Linked DNA regions of Pan troglodytes: region 1 is linked to region 2. Evidence: chromatin contacts called from public HiChIP or PLAC-seq data. All regions are on one chromosome and are shown on one strand. Each heading gives the region's core, a stretch centred on a gene start, on an enhancer-like site or on the middle of the called end of the contact. The rest is flanking DNA. Distances are from core to core; before and after follow the strand shown. Region 1 holds the start of NKAPD1 (NKAP domain containing 1). Region 2 holds the start of DIXDC1 (DIX domain containing 1).

The links. HiChIP or PLAC-seq counts read pairs in DNA pulled down with a chosen protein or histone mark.
Region 1: a contact with region 2 is called in an H3K4me3 HiChIP or PLAC-seq map of stem cell-derived excitatory neurons, with 2.2 times the contacts expected there. The contact joins the promoter of NKAPD1 here to the promoter of DIXDC1 in region 2. A contact is called at or near these places in 1 of 7 Hi-C or Micro-C datasets (stem cell-derived neural progenitor cells) and 1 of 1 datasets of contacts at active chromatin or transcription factors (stem cell-derived excitatory neurons).

The regions. Positions count from the first base shown.
Region 1 is chr9:114,058,648-114,063,661 of NHGRI_mPanTro3-v2.0_pri, reverse strand. It overlaps NKAPD1 (NKAP domain containing 1), which reads right to left and starts at 2,114. Exons shown (of 6, transcript XM_001146132.7): 1 at 1,826-2,114; 2 at 540-616. The coding sequence starts at 608. It overlaps PIH1D2 (PIH1 domain containing 2), which reads left to right and starts at 2,146. Exons shown (of 6, transcript XM_016921982.4): 1 at 2,146-2,254; 2 at 2,963-3,186; 3 at 4,402-4,525; 4 at 4,877-5,014. The coding sequence starts at 3,010.
Region 2 is chr9:113,908,660-113,913,639 of NHGRI_mPanTro3-v2.0_pri, reverse strand. DIXDC1 (DIX domain containing 1) reads right to left here and starts at 1,251. Exons shown (of 21, transcript XM_009424149.5): 1 at 1,066-1,251. C11H11orf52 (chromosome 11 C11orf52 homolog) reads right to left here. Exons shown (of 4, transcript XM_009424146.5): 2 at 4,058-4,095; 3 at 2,719-2,780; 4 at 1,578-2,487. The coding sequence ends at 2,248. CRYAB (crystallin alpha B) reads left to right here and starts at 4,678. Exons shown (of 4, transcript XM_003952027.3): 1 at 4,678-4,716.

The sequences.
Region 1 (5,014 bases), core at 865-3,364, 150 kb before region 2:
GATGGCTTCTTTATTGCCTAGAGGAAGAAGTCTCAGCTCCAAACATCACAATCCAACTCTAAACCACTGAGGCCTTATTTTCTGCCACTATCCCCTACCTTCCCTGCTTTCTGGATAAATTTCTTGCCATGCCCCAAGTGATTAATGCTCTTTCTCGTTGCCATATTAATGCATGATGCTGTCTATCCAGAATGATCTTTCATACCTGGTAAACATATAGCTATTCAAGAACCAGTTCAAAGATCAGCAGCTCAAATACCACTAATTCTGTAAAATCTTTTCTAATTCCCCAGTGTAGATTTTATTATTTCCTCCTTAGTGCTCCAAAGCACTTTGCAAATATCTCTGTTACACAGTACTTATCAAACTGTATTATAATTATCTATTTTATTCATCATTTTATTTCCCACTGTGTACGGAAGCTTCCAAAAACTAGATGACAAGAATATTCTTTGTATCTCCCAGTTGTGCCAAAATAATGCTTGGCACACTGCTTGCCTTCAGTAAGCGTTGAGGAGTAACTAGGTTGTACCTCCCACCTTATTGTGAGCATCTGTGTGCCGGATGACATTCCTCAGGAGGACCTTCCCCAGTGGAATCCGTGACATTCTTCAATCTGAAATGAATCAACAAATAACGTTTAGTAATAATTTCTGTTATTACTTTATCTTTTCTTGAAGTTTTATAAAGAAGCATGAGGTACAGGAAAGATCACTGAACTAGAAGTCAGAGATTCTAAAGAATAGTTTTCCCTTTACCATTAAAAGAGGGAAATGCCTAAACACACTAATGTGAGATGAAAGGAGATAATGTACATTAAAGTACTTTGAAAATGCACAAGACTACATAAAATTAGGTGCTTTCATGAGCACCATTTTATTTAATCCTCATAATAACTATTTTTTATATGAGGCAAGTATCTCCATCCCTATTTTGTAGATGAAGTTCCCTTAAAGCTGTAACGTCCCAAGCCACATAGTCCCAGGCAAATGATGTATGTCACTGTCTAGATTAAAAATTAAACCTCCAATCCCAATACAGTTTGCACTGAAGCAAATACGTAGATTTGAGAGTGTCAGGAACCACAGGTGTCAACAGTAACAGAAACTGATGACTCAAAACATCAAATGCAAAGATGTCCTAAATTTCTCCATTTGGGGGCATTTTATTTCCTACTTGGTACGGAAGCTTCCAAAAACTAGATGACAAGAATATTTTCGTGTGTAGCTAGCAGGAGCTTTGTGCAACCACCCCAACGCTCACTCACCCCTTGATCCTGAGGAAATCAGGCATCTTGTTAGTGAGACGAAGAACCACTCCATTACAAGATCTCCTCCGACCCAGGAAGCCAAGGAGTCAGGGCTCAAAGGCAGCTCTGCAGCTTCACCCGAGTCCTTCGTGAAAACGCAGCCTTCCCACTGGTTACTCTGCCCTCACCTGTGGCCCAGGCCACTGCCGCGTTTCCCCCAGCCCAGACCGACAGGCAGATCTCTCTCCCGGACTGAGGCCGGAGGCTGAGCCGGGGCGGAATTCGGACAGCCCGGTTGACCTGGGCATTCCCCGCTCACGCTCCTCTAGGACGAACCCCGGGGGTAAGTTTCACTCCCCAGAAAGGCTGGGAACGCTTTGGATGGCTACGGCCTTCGGTTGGGCCCCAGAAAGTATCTAGGGAGCCTGAAGCGGGGGTTGAGGTTTCCAAGTGGAAGACAGAGAAAATATCCCCATCTTTGTCACCGGGATCCCTGTTCCCCAGCGGCCTCGGAGCTCCCGGTAACCTTCCCTCCAAACGCCCTCCCCACACAAATACACACAAACACACCCATACCGTGCGCCGCAGCCTCGCGTGGCGGGGTTAGCGGGGAAGAAGTGGTTTGGGAGAAAAAGGAGGAGACTTCCTTTTCAGGCCGGAAGTCGTGCTCCTGAGAAATCGTCCCACCAACAGGCAAGCCCAGAGACTCCCACAAGGGAGGGTTTTCAGGACACTCCAGAGGTTGACGGGTGCAGAAGGAAGGCGGGCGCTTTCCTGGAAGAGAAGTAGGTCAGGCCCAACTGAAAAGCAAGCCTGGCACCAGAAGGGGGACATTCCGGAACTAGATATGAAGAGACTTTTCTCCCTGAAGTTCCCCGGACCCAATTAGATGTTGTACCCAGGCTGGTTACCCTGGTAACAGGCGTCGCGGTTTGTCAAGGAACTGAGAGAAGAGGTGGATTTGCCAACCTATGGAATGATTACCCGTTAGAACTGAGAGAAGAGGTGGGTTTGCAGACCTATGGAATGATTACCCGTTAGTTAAGTTTCCCGTTTAGCGTAACCCTTACACAGTAATTGAAGAATCTAAACCTCTTTTCCTCATTCTAAAGATGCTGTGGGACACCTCTCCAATGGGAGAAGAGGCTAAGGAGATTTATCTGAAGACGTAGAGAAGTGTCCCAGCCTCTCTATTAGCTTACTTAATCTCGCAATAATCCTATGGTAGAGATATTATCGTCTTCATTTTGAACAGAACATTAATTGCTCAAGGTCACAGAGCTAGTGAGAGATAGAACTAAGACCGGAATCTAGGCATTCTGGCTCACAAGTCCATGCTTTGAAATACTAAACTATACTGAGGATTAAGGAAGTCTTATGTGGCCCTCACCCCACACCACACCTCTGGCAATGTCAGAAGTGGGGAGCCACCAGTCAGGTGTTGGAACAAGAAGATCAGGAAACCCAGACTTAAAATGATTACTCTGACTTGTCAGGGTCCAAGTAGAAGTAAGGCCTTATCTGAGAGGACAATGTGAGAATTTAGAAAGAGGTACTAGATAATTAAAGAATAAGGAAAACATAAAGTGGTGCTGATCCACAACCTTTTAGACACAAATGCTGTCCTAACTTCACCAAAACAATTCCTGACCCATTCCACCTCCCCAAAGCAGAAATGAATCAATAATTACACAGACAGTTTTCTTCCTGAAGTCGTGTTTTTCCACAGGCTTAAGAAAATTATTCACCACTCATCAGTCATGGAGACATCCTCAAAAGGTCTGCTTACCCAAGTTACTCAGTTTTGGAACCTCCTAGATGATCTAGCTGAAAGTGACCCTGAGGGCTATGAGAAGTTTATTCAGCAGCAGCTGAAAGAAGGGAAACAGCTCTGTGCTGCCCCAGAACCACAGCTTTGTCTACAGACCAGGATTCTGGTATGTCGAGTTGGTGCCAGGGATGGGGAGGTCTAGAATGAAATGATCCCAGAATAACCAGAGAATACTTTACACTTAGGTATTGCTATTTTTGTTTTGTTTTGTTTTGTTTTGTTTTTGAGACAGAGTCTTGCCTTGTCACCCAGGCTGGAGTGCAATGGTGTGGTCTTGGCTCGCTGCAACCTCTGCCTCCCGGGTTTAAGCGATTCTCCTGCCTCAGCCTCCCAAGTAGCTGGGATTACAGGTGTGTACTACCATGCCCGGCTAATTTTTGTATTATTAGTAGAGGCGGGGTTTCACCATGTTGGCCAGGCTGGTCTTGAACTCCTGACTTCAGGTGATCCACCTGACTCAGCCTCCCAAAGTGCTGGGATTACAGGCATGAGCCACGGCGCCTGGCAGACTTTTTTTTTTTTTTTTTTTTTTTTTTTTTTGAGATAGGGTCTTGCTGGCTCTGTCGCTCAAGCTGGAGTGCAGTGGCACAATCACAGCTCACAATCACAGCTCATTGCAGCCCAAGCGATCCTCCCACCTCAGCCTCCCAAGCAGCTGGGAATCACCACACCCGGCTAATTTTTAAATGATTTTTGTAGAGACAGGGTCTCCCTGTGTTTCACAGGCTAATCTGGAACTCCTAGGCCTCAAGCAACCCTCCTACCTCAGCCTCTCAAAGTACTAGGGTAACATACGTGAGCCACCACCCCGGTCTGGATTCCTAATTAAAAGCCAGCAGCCTTGGGGAAATCAAATAACAACAGTATAATCAAACGCAGTTTTAATACATGAAATGACTTACTTGGAGCCTAAAATTCTTTCATTCCTGTGGTGAGTGGCTTTTAGGATATTATTTTTTAAATGTTTTTGTTTTTGTTTTTGTTTTGAGATGGAGTTTCACTCTCGTCACCCGGGCAGGAGTGCAATGGCACAATCTTGGCTCACTGCAACCTCCGCCTCCTGGGTTCAAGCGATTCTCCTGCCTCAGCCTCCCGAGTAGCTGGGATTACAGGTATCCACCACCACACCTGGCTAATTTTTGTATTTTTAGTAGAAACGGAGTTTCACCATGTTGGCCAGGCTGGTCTCAAATTCCTGACCTCAGGTGATCCGGCCGCCTTGGACCCCCAAAGTGCTCGGATTACAGGCGTGAGCCACCATGCCTGGCCTTAAATGGTTTTAAACTAGGTTTTGAGATGTGCAAAATTATTTGCTTTCCAGAAACCAAAAGAAAAAATACTTTTTATCAACCTGTGTCAGTGGACAAGGATCCCAGCTCCCCAATCAACCACTCATCCAGTACCTCTAACTGTTGGCAAACCAGAAGATACAACTGAGATATCAGGTACAAATAATTGAGAGAAAGCACATTGTAAAAATTTTATTAGGAATGGACAAGATCTTACTTGGTTGAGAGCATTTCAAGTAAAATTCTTTATTTGTTGATAATATAATTACAATTAGTGTATCTTTATCCAAATTTAATACTGTTTAACTTTTGTAATAAGATGAGCTGTTTTAATCCATGCAAAAGTGCCAAGAAATGTCATAATTGCTGTAGCACTACTGTGATTACCTCTGAAAAATACAGGAATATTCTCTAGCTTTATCAGGAATATGGTTTAATATATTGCCTGACAGTATCATTAGTGCAACAATTTGTCTTCATTTCATACCCTTTCAATTACACACACAGATGCTTACACAGTCATTGATGTTGCCTACAATCCTGATGTTCTTCATGCAGCAGAAAAGGACCAAGTGAAAAAAAATCAGTTAATTCAGATGGCCATGAAATGCATTGAGGAGAAATTCCAGTTCACCCTCTCACACT
Region 2 (4,980 bases), core at 2-2,501:
TTCCAAGATCAAACGAGATCGGGCGTGTTCAGGGTGGTATGGCCATTAATTTTTGTATTTTTAGTAGAGACAGGGTTTCGCATTGTTGGCCAGGGTGGTCTCGAACTCCTGACCTCAGGTGATCTGCCCGCCTCAGCCTCCCAAAGTGCTGGGATTACAGGCGTGAGCCACCACGCCCGGCCACCTTCATTTAATATATAGAAAATAGGCTACAGAGTTTCTCCACCAATTAGTGGTGGGGGTCAGTCCTCCAACCCACCTTTTCTGAATCTGCCTGCATTGAGTCTTTGCCAGACAACGGGCCGGGAAAAAGTGATAATGGTAATGATACAATGGCAGCCAACATTTGACTGCAAACTATGTACTTGTCGCAAGTGCTTTAAATTCTCACACTTTATGGGGCTAATACTATTTTTTTTTTTTTTTTTTTTTTTTTTGAGATGGAGTCTTGCTGTGTCCCGCAGGCTGGAGTGCTTTGTCGAGATCTCGGCTCACTGCAACCTTCGCCTCCCGGGTTCAAGCGATTCTCCTGCCTCAGTCTCCTGAGTACCTGGGATTACAGGCCCGTGCCACCATGCCTGGCTAATTTTTGTATTTTTAGTAGAGACGGGGTTTCACCATGTTGGCCAGGCTGGTCTCGAACTCCAGACCTCAGTGATCCGCCCGCCTCAGCCTCCCAAAGTGCTGGGATTACAGGCGTGAGCCACCGCGCCCGGCCGATACTATTATTGCCAACTTTTGCGTGTGCGTGTGCTACAATTTCATTTTCAGTACTCTACCAGTCTTTAATCATCCCTCTTAGGGACCAGCAGAGAGGCAGCGGTATCTGGGGAGAACGGAGAACAGACCGAGAAAGGGGAGTGCGTTACCCCTCCTCTCTAAGCTCTGAAAGTCTGAAGCAGGAAACTGCACACTAAGAATGTACAAGGCTGAGGGCGGTTTGGTCTTTGAAATTTTAGCCTCCTCTTACCCACTTCATCCTCGCCACCTCCGCGTGTCCCCAGTTTCGATGTGGATGATCAACTTGGGTAATATTTTTGTTACTCGCCACCTTTCAGCACCTACCTCTTAAATGATGGGTCCGTCTGGTTCAGCATCTCTGTCCCCAGCCCTCCTGGGCTCGGCCTGCCAGTGCTCTGGCTTTGCCGCGGCATTCCCGCTGCCATGGTGATGCGGGGGCCGGCCCCAAGCCCCGCCCGCCTCCAGCCAGCCCGAGCCAGCCCCTGCCGGCCTTGGTCCCGCCTCTGGCCCGCCGGATCCCGCCTCCTGCAGGCCCAGACCGCGCCCCCTGGACCCAGATTCCCCCTACTGCCGTTCCGGATCCGCCTCCCAGGAGCTCCGACAACAACCAATCCCGGCATGGACCCCCGCCCCAGGAACTGCGCCCTCTGCCAATGGTAGCCCGCCCCCGTTCTCCTAAACCCCACCCCCCTCCAGCTCCGCCTCCAGCCGCGGCCTGGGGGTGGGGCCGGAAGGCCTGTCTACTGGCTGGACTTTCGAACCGCCCTTAAAACTGGGCGGGATCCGCTTTCCTCGCAAGGAGCCTCGGGGCCCCGCCCCAGAAAACGCGCCGGGCATGTTTCTCAGGCCGTTTATTGATCCTAGCGGCCCCGCACCTGCGAGAGCCAACAGTCCCTCCGAGGGAAGTTTCCAGGCCTCGCTGTGCTGTCGGTTATCACTGACTTGAGGTCCTGAAAGCGCTTCCTCCACGCCTAAGCCCCCTTCCCCCATTTGTCTGTTAAGGTCTGGAACCTGACTCAGCCACTGAGAAAATGGCCCAAGCCAGCCCTAGTGTCTGAATGTAAAAGCTCAGAACGCTTTTCCGGAGCACCTCCCCTTCAGCTTTGGAGTTTAAGCTGTGTGAAAAAGGATACCATTAATTAAAGTCCAACAAGATCAGCCCACGTGCTTATGGGCTAACTTTTTACCTGCTCTTTCTGCACTTTGCAAGAGCAGGAGCAACAATGGTGGGGTCGAAGACCTACCTCCCTGCACACTCCACCTAACCTCATGTGGATAGCTAAGTTTAGCTATCCACCCATAGCTAAACCAACTATTAACTCCAACCTAACAGTGGCAAGTAAGAGGCCAGGGGAGAATGGGACGCCCACAATTCCAGGGGCTTTGGAGTTCTTTAAGCTTAAAACGTGGCCAACATCCCTGGGTTGCCACCCAATTCCCCAAAGCAGTAGGTTCTCCCCCACAGGAGTAGTGGTTAACGATGGACTCGGCCTTCCTCCCCAGCGCTCACACCAGGGTCCCGTTCTTGCTGTCATAGCGAGGTGTGGCCTGGGGGAAGCGAAGGGTCGCATACTCTGTAGCGTTTTCTAAATGCACGTGTTTCACTTCCCGGGCATGGGGACGGCTGCACACTTGAATGTCAGCATAATGTAAGTTGCTGTCTTCCGACCTGAGGCCTGGACTCCTCTCTTGAGACCCTTGCTGCTGTAACACCCGCTCATACGTATGTCCTGTTGTTTCATGGCCCTGCGAGGAATGGATAGCATTAAGGGAGATTCATGGCTTGGTTTTGCCCCTCACCTCCAATGCAGGGGCAGGTCAACTGATGTCCCTTCGCTTTGCTCCTTTGAGCAAAGGACAGACAGAGCCAGCAAATTCTACAGGTGACTGAAATGTGTCTGTTGCAGTGCAAAAGAGCTGACTACTGGGATCCCATGTCCGAGCAGCCCCAGAGAGGAGACAGAGACCTGTCATTACCTTTGGGAGATTCTGCTGCAGCTGTTGGGGCTGCGGCTTCAGTGTCCGTCTTGTTTGGCTTCCTGAGGGGAAGAAATCCAACTTAAATTTATTCTCTCTTCCCTGTCTCTACTGAGATTGCCTTCTTCAAATCACTATTAAACTATTAACGGCAGGCTTCTGTCTAATCCCCCTGCCTCCATTCTCACTTCTTTCATGTCTACTAGTCCTAAATCCAAACTCCTTAGCAGGGTTTACAATCTGGCCCTTTCACAATCTGGCCATAATATCTTCCATCCTCATTTTTCACTAGCCCCTAACACAGTTCAACAAGAGAACCCATTATGTGCCAGGCTCTGTGCCATGTTCTGGGGGTAGAAGGATGAGTAAGCTGTTTCCTCTACCTCAGGGGGCTTACAGCCTGCTAGGGGGAATAAGTAAACACACTTACAATGCAAGGTGGGAAGTGCTCAGCTATACCAATCAGCCACTTTGAATCAGGTCAGTCTCTTTTTTTTTTTCATGAGCTGATTTATCTGCCTAAAACACCTTCTCCCTCCTCTGCTGACTTGTGAACTTTGCTTTTATTTATTTATTTAGAGACAGAGTCTCACTCTGTTGCCTAGGCTGGAGTGCAGTGGCGCGATCTCGACTCACTGCAACCTCCATCTCCTGGGTTCAAGCAATTCTCATGCCTCGGCCTCCCAAGTAGCTGGTACTACAGGCACATACCACTGTGCCCAGCTAGTTTTTCTCTTTTTAGTAGAGATGGGGTTTCACCATGTTGACCAGGCTGGTCCCAAACTCCTGATCTCAAGTGATCCGCCCCACCTTGGCCTCCCAAAGTGCTGGGATTACAGACGTGAGCCACTAGGCCTGGCCCTTTGCTATTATTTCTTTGACATTTTGACATCAGTGTCTTCTCTCATTCTCCCACAGCATGAGTACACATCTATTACAGCACCAGTAGATGATATTACAACTGTTTGTTTATATGAATTTATCTCTTAAATTTGATTTTCAGTTCTTCCAGGGCTGAGATCATGTGTCTTTCCTCTTGTGCCTCTCTGCCTCCTTGGGACCCACACAGGTCCTCACGTAGAATGTTAAGTGCTGAGTAAATATTTGCTAGATGAATGAAAGAATGAACAACCAACCCTGCCACTCTGAAATAATGGAAAGGATAAGATCCAGAGGTTCAGAACTAGTCTTGAATGCAGCAACCTGGATTCTCTTTGGTGTGCTGTCTCCCTTTATCCTTTCATTCCTTTTCTACCCTTCTGCCCTTTCCAAAGATTGCAGTTCTGTTGTCTTCTCTAATTTGCCTCCCCCAGGTTCCCTCCCCCAGCCCCAAAGTTACCTGTTTTCTTTTTCTTCTGGAAAGTTGATGGGCAGCTCCTGTAATAGGAAAAACAGATCACCCATGTGCAAGAGCCCTCGCCTCTGCCTTCCCTCCATCATCATTTGCTCTGTGGTCTCCTAACATTCTGATGAGCTTCCCCTACCTCCCTCTAATAAAGATTCACCCTGAGCCAGGTTCAGTCCCAAAGCATTAGTCAAGGGTACCACACCTCTCCCACATGGATGGTTCTGGAAGGTGGAGTAGTACAACTGACATAACCAGACCCAAAATACAGCCTCAGGCAACCAGGCACTACATGCCAGGGATGTATCTGGCTTGAGAGCTATTCTGGGATTGTCTAACAGGCTAATTCCAGCAGAGGGTGAGGGAAATCTGTCAAATGATGGAATATTCTTGGATCCAGAGACCCTCTTGCCTCTTCTTCAGTGCTTTTTTTTTCCTGGGGTCTTTACCAATCTGGGACTTTTATTCTGGGAGTCATGGAAGTTGCCACAACCAGGGCTAACTAATTACAGCCCCTCAAGGCCCTTTCTTAACAAGTGACCTCCCTCCCTGCTTCCTTGTCCTTGTTTTTAATTAACAGAGAAAGTGAGAGATGTTTAACCTTTAACATCCTTTAGAGAACTTTGTCTACAGAACAGGGAGCACTGAATTTGGTGAGTGACTCAGCTATCCTGCCCTCACTGTAGGGCAGACCTCTTATATTTATTTCTGAGCCCCTGGGGTCCCCAATGGCGCCCGTGTGTCTACGTGATTGTTAACTGTTTGATGCCAGAGAGACAACACTGACTGAGGAAATAGGCTAAATAGTTTGGGGCTTACTCCGGATTCTTTTTCTTGCTTTCTTGCTAGTACATTTCCAACTCTTGCCAGAACCAACCCTGTTTGTCTGCCTGATCTCTCATCTCCTGGGAGGTTTC